2 separate regions of the Hordeum vulgare genome follow, and region 2 is linked to region 1. Evidence: chromatin contacts called from public Hi-C data. All regions are on one chromosome and are shown on one strand. Each heading gives the region's core, a stretch centred on a gene start, on an enhancer-like site or on the middle of the called end of the contact. The rest is flanking DNA. Distances are from core to core; before and after follow the strand shown. Region 1 holds the start of LOC123427969. Region 2 holds the start of LOC123426551 (heavy metal-associated isoprenylated plant protein 7).

Evidence for each region. Hi-C and Micro-C count contacts between places; a contact is called where the count stands out from the background.
Region 2: a contact with region 1 is called in a Hi-C map of leaf, with 2.4 times the contacts expected there. The contact joins the promoter of LOC123426551 here to the promoter of LOC123427969 in region 1. A contact is called at or near these places in 4 of 6 Hi-C or Micro-C datasets (leaf and seedling) and 1 of 1 datasets of contacts at active chromatin or transcription factors (embryo).

Annotation. Positions count from the first base shown.
Region 1 is chr2H:434,897,507-434,902,106 of MorexV3_pseudomolecules_assembly, forward strand. It overlaps LOC123427969, which reads right to left and starts at 2,618. Exons shown (of 11, transcript XM_045112115.1): 1 at 2,422-2,618; 2 at 1,353-1,914; 3 at 1,137-1,273; 4 at 570-643; 5 at 369-479; 6 at 149-279; 7 at 19-56. The coding sequence starts at 2,618. It overlaps LOC123426549 (2-oxoglutarate dehydrogenase, mitochondrial-like), which reads left to right and starts at 2,339. Exons shown (of 9, transcript XM_045110408.1): 1 at 2,339-2,579; 2 at 2,667-4,249; 3 at 4,593-4,600. The coding sequence starts at 2,714.
Region 2 is chr2H:435,116,811-435,121,410 of MorexV3_pseudomolecules_assembly, forward strand. It overlaps LOC123426551 (heavy metal-associated isoprenylated plant protein 7), which reads left to right and starts at 2,530. Exons shown (of 5, transcript XM_045110410.1): 1 at 2,530-2,671; 2 at 2,777-3,032; 3 at 3,883-4,097; 4 at 4,200-4,287. The coding sequence starts at 2,663.

The DNA.
Region 1 (4,600 bases), core at 1,368-3,867:
TCAGGATTCTCTACCCACCCAGTGACAATCTGATCATCAGGAAGGCGTACTTTAATCTGAAATGAGCACAGGGAAATGGCTGTACTGAATTAATCATTACAGGTGCAGCATATAAATTTTGCATAATTAATAATTCAGAAAAGCTTACCGCCAAACTTTCGGCGATCTTCCTTCTAGGGTAAGTATACGGAATCAAATTTTTCGATGTCAGGAAACACGTGGCATCAGGACATGAGCTTTCGATGCATGAGCCTGTGCATTCACGTAATTTGGTATCACCTGGAGAGGGAGAGAGTCATACGTGCAAACTGAATAGCTGATCTTAAAACAAGTTAATATGAGAAATTATTAAGAATGTAATCACCAACCATCGAATGAGGTCAGCGCCACAACGCTCATGCTTAATCTGGAAATTACTTGCTTACTCAAGGCACCTTTTCTGGATTTACTCAATGTCCCTACGGACTTAGCACTCAAACCTGGTTAATTGAAACAGAATCATGTGTGATACAGTTAATAAAACGTTCTACTATGAATAGTCAGGAAAAAGGAAGCAGAAATGGACTCACTTGGCCTAATTGCTTTCATCTCACTGTTCATTCTGGCCCTTGAAGCATCATCAGCCCCTTCCTTAACTCTAACACTGCAGCGCAACGCAGAATACTCAAAGAGATAAATCCACAAAGGCAACATATCACAACCACATACACAAAATGAGCAAGTATTAAACAAGGGAACAGAACAAGGGAGCCAAATAGTTACAGATATTTCACAGCAGAGAAATTTAAGAAAATCTTAAATAATTTCCACATGGGTCATCTTGTTAAATGTATGTTCAAGTCTAGCAGAAATATGTATTAGCGCCGGCATTGAAATAACAACCTTAATCTAGTACAGTGCAGATCTAAACAATTTAAGAAAAGAAACACATGAGTAGAAAAATAGCTAATGGGACAGTTTTGGGGATATAAATTCGTAAACCTTGGAACCTGCTGTTTGGCTTTGAGAATGATATACCTTGCATACAAACTCAAATAAAAATTGAAGGGATATGTAGAATAGGATACAGTAAGAGAGAAGCATGAGTAAACACCAAAGAGGGAATTGCAGTTCATCAATACTGAAAGTGTACATACCTGACCTTCCTGTGAAACAACAAGAATCGGAAAATTCCCTCCCTTCGCACGTAGGCGGTCTTCTCCATTTTGGTACGAGAGGAGTTCATCCCGACAAAGTTGCCATCAAAATCAACAAGGGGGCCTCCAATCCCCGCCTAGCACAGAAGTGACAATGAAGTTACATAGAAAATGCATGTAATTCATAATGCCTGAAACTGTACAAAAGCAGCTCACCTTGTGGATCCGGCACGTGCTTACGATTATCTCACTGGTTGCAGAGGAAAGATTTAGCCCGCTTGTGGCTGTCAAAAACCCAGAACTGAAACAGCGGTATACAGTTGCTACGTTCGTATGAGGCGCAGGCTGTATGTCACAATCAAGACTTCGGCGAGCGGCGGGAGGAGGCGCGGTGACGGGGGAGGGTTCGCGGCGAGCGGCGGGAGGAGGCGCGGGGAGGGTTCGCGGCGGGCGGCGGGAGGAGGCGCGGTGGCGGGGGGAGGGTTCGCGGCGAGCGGCGGGAGGAGGCGCGGTGGCGGGGGGAGGGTTCGCGGCGAGCGGCGGGAGGAGGCGCGGTGGTGGGGGGAGGGTTCGAGACGAGCGGCGGGAGGAGGCGCGGCGCAGCGAGCGGGGGGAGGAGGCGCGGCGAGCGGGGGAGCAGGCGCGGCGTATGGTCCGAGTGCGAGCGGGGGAGGAGGGAGCGGAGGAGGCGGTCGAGTGCGAGCCAGGATCCTCGTTCTTTTTTTCTTTTGAAACCGCTAGGATTGATTCCTCTCGCGAGACGTGGGATTGTTTAGCGCTAACGAAAACTGCATACTTTCGTTAATGACCTATCTAGACCCTTGATTAAGTGATTAGACGGTTGAGATGATGAGTTGGATCTTCCTCTTCGTGCTTTTATTAGTAGAGATAGAGATGAAACCGCTAGGATTGATTCCTCTCGCGAGACGTGGGATTGTTTAGCGCTAACGAAAACTGCATACTTTCGTTAATGACCTATCTAGACCCTTGATTAAGTGATTAGACGGCTGAGATGATGAGTTGGATCTTCCTCTTCGTGCTTTTATTAGTAGAGATTAGCGATTTAGTTTTGGCTCGTTAGCAATTTCATTAACAGCATAAACAGTTTGTTGATAACATAATTAAATAGTTTAAATTTATAGTTGAATTTGCCCTAGTGGTAGTACATAAATATGAGAATCCTCGTTTCTAGGAGTGCGAAATGCAATCTGAAGTGCAGAAGAGCAACTAGCACGGAACCCCGCCTAATCGCAAACAAGGACCCAAAATAGTATTTTCTCTAAACATCAACGCCTTGTTCGCGAAAACATCCCAGAAAATATCGAATATATCCCCATCGTCCCATTTATCCGCGTCCATCTTTCTCCTCTTCCCCTCGCGGCGGCGTCGTGGGTGGAACCCGCTCCAGGCATTCTTCCACCGAAGATCGGGACGATTTCTCTTGTAGGTGACGAACCCTAACTTGTTTGGATTTGCTCCCATCTTTTCTCCTGATCTAATTCTCTGTTTCTCTTCGATCGATACGTCCAGTTTTCCGCGGCTAGATTTGGCGTCGGGAGAGGGAATTCGATCTGAAAATGGGGCTGTTCCGGGCCGCGTCGGGTTTAGCCCGGGTGGCGCTGCGGAGGAGCCTGTCGCGCGCTCCGGCGAGCCCGTTCGCCGGCCCCGCGCCGCGGTACTTCCACTCGACGCTCCCCCGGCGGTACGCGGCGCCTGAGCCCCGCGCCGTGCCGCTCTCGCGCCTCACAGACAGCTTCCTCGATGGGACCAGCAGCGTGTACCTCGAGGAGCTGCAGCGGGCGTGGGAGGCGGACCCGACCTCCGTCGACGAGTCCTGGGACAACTTCTTCCGGAACTTTGTCGGGCAGGCCGCCACGTCGCCCGGCATATCCGGGCAGACGATCCAGGAGAGCATGAGGCTGCTGCTGCTCGTGCGCGCGTACCAGGTGAGCGGCCACATGAAGGCCAAGCTCGACCCTCTTGGGCTGGAGCAGCGGCCGGTTCCGGATGTCCTGGACCCGGCGTTCTACGGCTTCTCTGAGTCTGATTTGGATCGGGAGTTCTTCCTCGGGGTGTGGAGGATGGCTGGGTTCTTGTCAGAGAATCGGCCTGTGCAGACACTTCGTTCCGTGTTGGCGCGTCTGGAGCAGGCCTACTGTGGCACCATTGGTTACGAGTACATGCACATACCTGACCGCGAAAAGTGCAACTGGCTGAGGGATAGGATCGAGACAGTTAACCCAAGGGAGTACACCTATGATCGTCGGCAGGTCATGCTCGATAGGCTCATCTGGAGTACCCAGTTTGAGAATTTCTTGGCACAGAAGTGGACCACTGCAAAGCGATTCGGCCTCGAAGGTGCCGAGACACTGATTCCTGGTATGAAGGAGATGTTTGACAGGGCAGCTGATCTTGGTGTAGAGAGTATTGTCATTGGGATGCCACACAGAGGCAGGCTCAATGTCTTGGGAAACGTCGTACGTAAGCCCTTGCGACAGATCTTCAGTGAGTTTAGTGGTGGTACCAAGCCTGTCAACGAGGGGGAGGGTTTGTATACAGGGACAGGCGATGTCAAGTACCATCTAGGAACTTCATATGATAGGCCTACCAGAGGTGGGAAACATATCCATCTATCATTGGTTGCAAATCCAAGTCATTTGGAAGCAGTCGATCCTGTTGTTGCCGGGAAGACCAGAGCAAAGCAGTACTATTCTAATGATCTTGACAGGACCAAGAATCTTGGGGTGCTGTTGCATGGTGATGGAAGCTTCTCAGGGCAGGGTGTTGTGTATGAGACCCTGCATCTGAGTGCACTTCCAAACTACACCACCGGTGGTACAATTCATCTTGTGGTCAATAATCAGGTTGCATTCACTACTGATCCGATGTCAGGGAGGTCTTCACAGTATTGTACAGATGTAGCCAAAGCATTGGATGCTCCAATTTTCCATGTGAACGGTGACGACTTGGAGGCTGTGGTTTATACTTGTGAACTTGCTGCGGAGTGGAGACAAACATTTCATTCTGATGTAGTGGTGGATATTGTATGTTACCGTCGATTTGGGCATAACGAGATTGATGAGCCCTCCTTCACCCAGCCTAAAATGTACAAGGTACTATCCACACCCCCACCATGCTCCAAAGGAAAGAAAAAGGGAAAACACCATTATGATTATGATCCGGCACACAATTCTAAGTGCATTTTGCTTTTTTATTCTTAATTTCAGTCCTGGTCATTCCTTACTTTTTGAGTAATGTCATCTTCGGAACTCTGGCTAGTTTATCATTTAGTAGACAGAACTGTGAGCCATAAGTATTTTACTTATCTGTTGGTAAACAGAAGTAGAAAGATTGCCATAAATCAGCAATAAAACTGATTCCACATAATCAAATAGTGATGTTATACGTGTAACATGTTGCCTTTTACATTTCAAAAGTTCTTTCTATCTGAATCAGGTGATTAG
Region 2 (4,600 bases), core at 1,280-3,779, 220 kb after region 1:
TTGTCTGGGAAGCCTCACAAGTATCTCGATTGCAAAAGAGACCCTTCCTTATACTCTTCAATATATTTCTCCCTTTTATGAAAATACTCTTAACAACCCTTTTGTTGCGACACCGATGTCGTCAAGAAAAAGAGAAGAAAAGCAGAAAAAAATATTTGGTTTAAAACTCCAAGTGAGGTGACAAGTGTTTGTGCATGCACGAGCCATGCTCTCGTGTTTCTGAGATGGAAAAATAAATGATTCTAAATGCCAATTAGTAACTAAAAAAAGCCCGAAAACTATTGTAATTTTTGTTTTATTGAGATAAACTTCTTGTGAATTTGGAAAGTGTATTTCTACTAGTTGTTGTTGTCTTAGGAAGCCCCACAAGTTTCCTAATCACAAAAGAAAACCCTTATTTATACTCTTCAATATACATTTCTTCTTTTCATGGAAGATTTTATTATCTTTTTGTTGCATGCTAATACCAGTAACAAAAGAATAAGAAAAGCAGGGGTAAAAAAGGATGCTCTCCAAACCTCAAAGTCATCTGACAAGTGTTTGTGCATGCACACATACACGCCCTTGAGCTAACAAAATAATGGAGTAGCAAGTGGAAAAGGATTGGAAAATTAATTTACTATGATTAATCCGATTTACGGGAGGAGCATAGAATACCTTCGAAGTTACTCTTGAACTCCCGCTAACATGCCGCTATGAATTTATTCGTACCAACAGAAACACATTCACTCACATCAAAACATGAAATGTTTCCACTATGAATAACTTGAAAAGGATCAACCTTTCGATGAGGTAGGATCTCATTGCCATTGTGTGAAAATACACGTCATCCATAGCAACCCTACTTGTTTGCGTATTTCTTCTAGAAAAGTTGTTCTAGGAAGCCTCACAAGTTTCTTGGTCATAAAAGAAACCCTTCCTTGTACTCTTTAATATATGTATTTCTCCTTTTTATGAAAAGACTCTAACAACATTTTGTTGCGATGGTAATACCGGTGACAAAAGGAGAAGAAAAGCAGCAATAAAAGAAAACTATGGTCCAAAGCTCCAAGTCAGGTGACAAGTGTTTGTGCAGGCACGAGCCATGCTCTCCTTTTCTCTGAATTGGAAAAATAAATAGTTTTGATTGCCGTGTTTGCGTATTTCTTCTAGAAAAGTTGTTCTAGGAAGCCTCACAAGTTTCTTGGTCGTAAAAGAAACCCTTCCTTGTATTCTTTAACCTATGTATTTCTTCCTTTTACGAAAAGACTATAACAACATTTTGTTGCCACGCTAATACCGGTGACAAAAGGAGAAGAAAAGCAGCAATAAAAGAAAACTATAGTCCAAAGCTTCAAGTCAGGTGACAAGTGTTTGTGCAGGCACAAGCCATGCTCTCCTTTTCTTTTAGTTGGGAAAATAAATAGTTCTGATTGCCGAGAGTAACTAAAAAAATTGAAAACTGTCGTGGGTCTTGTTTTCTTGAGAATAAACTTTTTTTGATTTTGGGAAACAATAGTGCGGTTCAAACCTCTAAGTCAGGTGACAAGTATTTGCCCATGGACGAATAATGCTCTTCTGTCTATGAGCTGGGAGAAATAAATGGTTCTTTTTTTGGGAGAGAAATAAATGGTTCTTAATGCCAATTAATAACTGAAATAAAACCATTATGATTTCGTAGATTTTTGTTCTTTGCAAACCTTTTGCTAATTTATACTCCATCCGTCCCAAAATTCTTGTCTTACATTTGTCTAGATATGAATGTATCTAGTCACTTTTTAGTATTTAGATACATCCTTTTCTAAGCAAACCTAAGACAATAATTTTAGGACGAAAGTAATACTCCATCCGTTCCTAAATATAAGTTTTTCTAAAGATTCCACTAATAGACTACATACGGATGTATATAGACATAATTTAAAGTGTAGATTCACTTTTTTCTCTGTATGTAGACTCCTAATAAAATCTCTTAAAAGATTTATACTATTTAGGAATGGAGGGAGTAGTTAGTTAGTCCTTAACCCAGCATCCCAAAGAAAAAAAAGAAAAAAAAAGGAAAGGAAAGCCGCTTTGAGAGGGGCGCACGGCCACACGAGGCGAGGTCTTGAAACCGTGCAAGGTAGGCTCCTTGCCTCTAGTTTTGTGGCATTCGATGCATGGATGCTGCACTAACCTTGAGGCAGGACAGTGTAAAATGAGGTTCCATCATCAAAGAAAAGAAATCACAATCTTTCTGGTACTCCAGATCTTAACCGTCCGTAATTCATTCATTCATGAGCCCAAGGGCGCCGCTGGTATGACACGTCACCGGGTGTACTGGAACGTTCGTATACTTCCTGGCACCCAAATACAAAGCACGTTTTTCTTTTGTTTGCACCGAAAAAAAAAGCAGAGATAGAGTGAGCGAGAAAAAGGAAGGGAGCAGCACCAAAACGAGAAGAAAAAAGAAATCCCGGAGATAGAGATGCCAAATCATTTCCATGCGGATCTCGCATCGCAGCCCACTCCCTTGCGGTGCCCACCCGCTACTTAAGGCGAGTGAGTGAGGCCACCCCCTCCACCCCCACACTGCTAGTCTTGTAGCGAGCGACACACCCACAGGGAGCGGCACAGAGCCACCACCACCACCCAACGCCACCAGGAAGCAGGGCCGCGGGAGCGGGACAGAGGAGGGACGGACGCCATGGGCGAGGTAAGCAAGGACGCCTGCTTGGTGCTGCATTCCTCGGCGGCGGCGGTGAGGCGGACTGAATCTTGACTGACTGACGCCGTCGTGTTGTGGTGTTTTCGCACGCAGGAGGAGAAGAAGCCCAAGGAGGAGGAGAAGCCCAAGGAGGAGGAGCCGAAGAAGGAGGAGAAGCCCAAGGAGGGAGAGGAGGACAAGCCCAAGGACGACAAGCCCAAGGAGGGGGAAGGGGAGGGGGAGAAGCCCAAGGAGGAGGAGGCGGCGCCCCCGCCGCCGCCGCCGCCGCCGGAGGAGGTCGTGATGCGGGTCTACATGCACTGCGAGGGCTGCGCCAGGAAGGTCAAGAAAATCCTCAAGAGATTCGATGGTAATGCGCCTCATCTAATCTAATTAATCCCTGCCCCGTAGTTTCCTCCGCTTTGCTGCATCAGGATTCGCCGTCAGAGTAAATCTTTTCGTCTTCGTTTGAGAAAAAAAGATCTTTTCGTTTTTTGAACTAGTATGCTTGCTGTCACGTGGGTTTGATTTCCTTAGCACAGGGACAGTTTTATCAAGTTCGTTCAGCACTTTTTTTTTGTTACTGATCTTATTAGGGAGTGCGTGCTTAGTGTATCTTGATTCACGAATCATCATAGTTAGTGGTCAACTTGTGTCATCCTTGCGGTTATGGGAAGGAAGCTTTGGTCATCAGATTTAGGAGACATGATGATGTGGTTGGTTTGCTCTAATTTTGTTTACTATTTCTCCTTGTCTCCTTATTTTTTTTCAAAAAGGTCCAGATTTTGTGTTTTTCTCTGTGCTGTTCTGATGTCCAATTAAGTGATATTGTAAGGATTAGGTCAATAGGTGGGCTAAGCTTTTTAATAATCAGATTCACCTAATTAATAGGATCCTCCTCCTTTCTCATCAGCCGCACATGAATCTAGTGGTTGATTAATTGTGAGGGGGATGACTTTTCACTCCAAAAGGTTGGAGTACATTCCAAGAGAATGACAGCCTTGAGTATACAATGCCCTTGAGGCCACATGTCCTCAAAAGTTAAGCTGATTCCTCAATCATCTCCAAATACTGCTCAAAATGTTCCAAGCACCTCTGCATATTCTCCATGCACTACTAGTTGTTGCTATCAAGGGAAAAATTAAGATTCTTTGGCTCAAAGATTCATTTTCTCTGTTCTACCTAGTACCACATCTGAAAACCTTTTTGTGCGGATTCAGGAGTAGAGGACGTCATTGCCGACTCTAAGGCACACAAGGTGGTTGTGAAAGGAAAGAAGGCGGCTGCCGACCCGATGAAGGTGGTCGAGCGTGTTCAGAAGAAGACAGGCCGCAAGGTGGAGCTCCTCTCGCCGTTACCGCCGCCGCCGGAGGAGAAAAAGGAAGAGGAGAAGAAGGAGGAGCCTGAGCCGCCGAAACCTGAAGAGAAGAAGGAGGTGAAGGACCTTAACAAATGCACGCAATGCAGTAGTCTGTATGGTAATTTTCGTTTCATTTCAGATTTGGCAAAACTGACTGGATGATGTTTCGTTTTGAAGCCACCGGTGATCTCTGTGGTGCTGAAGGTGCACATGCACTGCGAGGCCTGCGCGCAGGTCATAAAGAAGAGGATCGAAAAGATGAAAGGTGCGTAATGGGCTGCTGTGGGATTGCTTGTCCTTTTTTCATTTCTCTCTCGCGTCATTTTCATCAGGACAAAAACATCTATGGCCTTTCTCTTATACACTACTGTATTTGTTTTCACTAGGTCCTCCTAGAATTAGTGTACCAGTATGTCTCATGTTTGATGAATTACTTAGGATCTACCTAGTGATTGAGCAAAGGTCAAGCAAATCTTTTCTCTGTTGCAATGATGAAAAAGAGAGGGATTCCCTCTTTAGGTGGATGGCTGAAACAAAGGCAAAATGTGGGCCTTGTACGTGTAGTTCCTTTTCTTGCA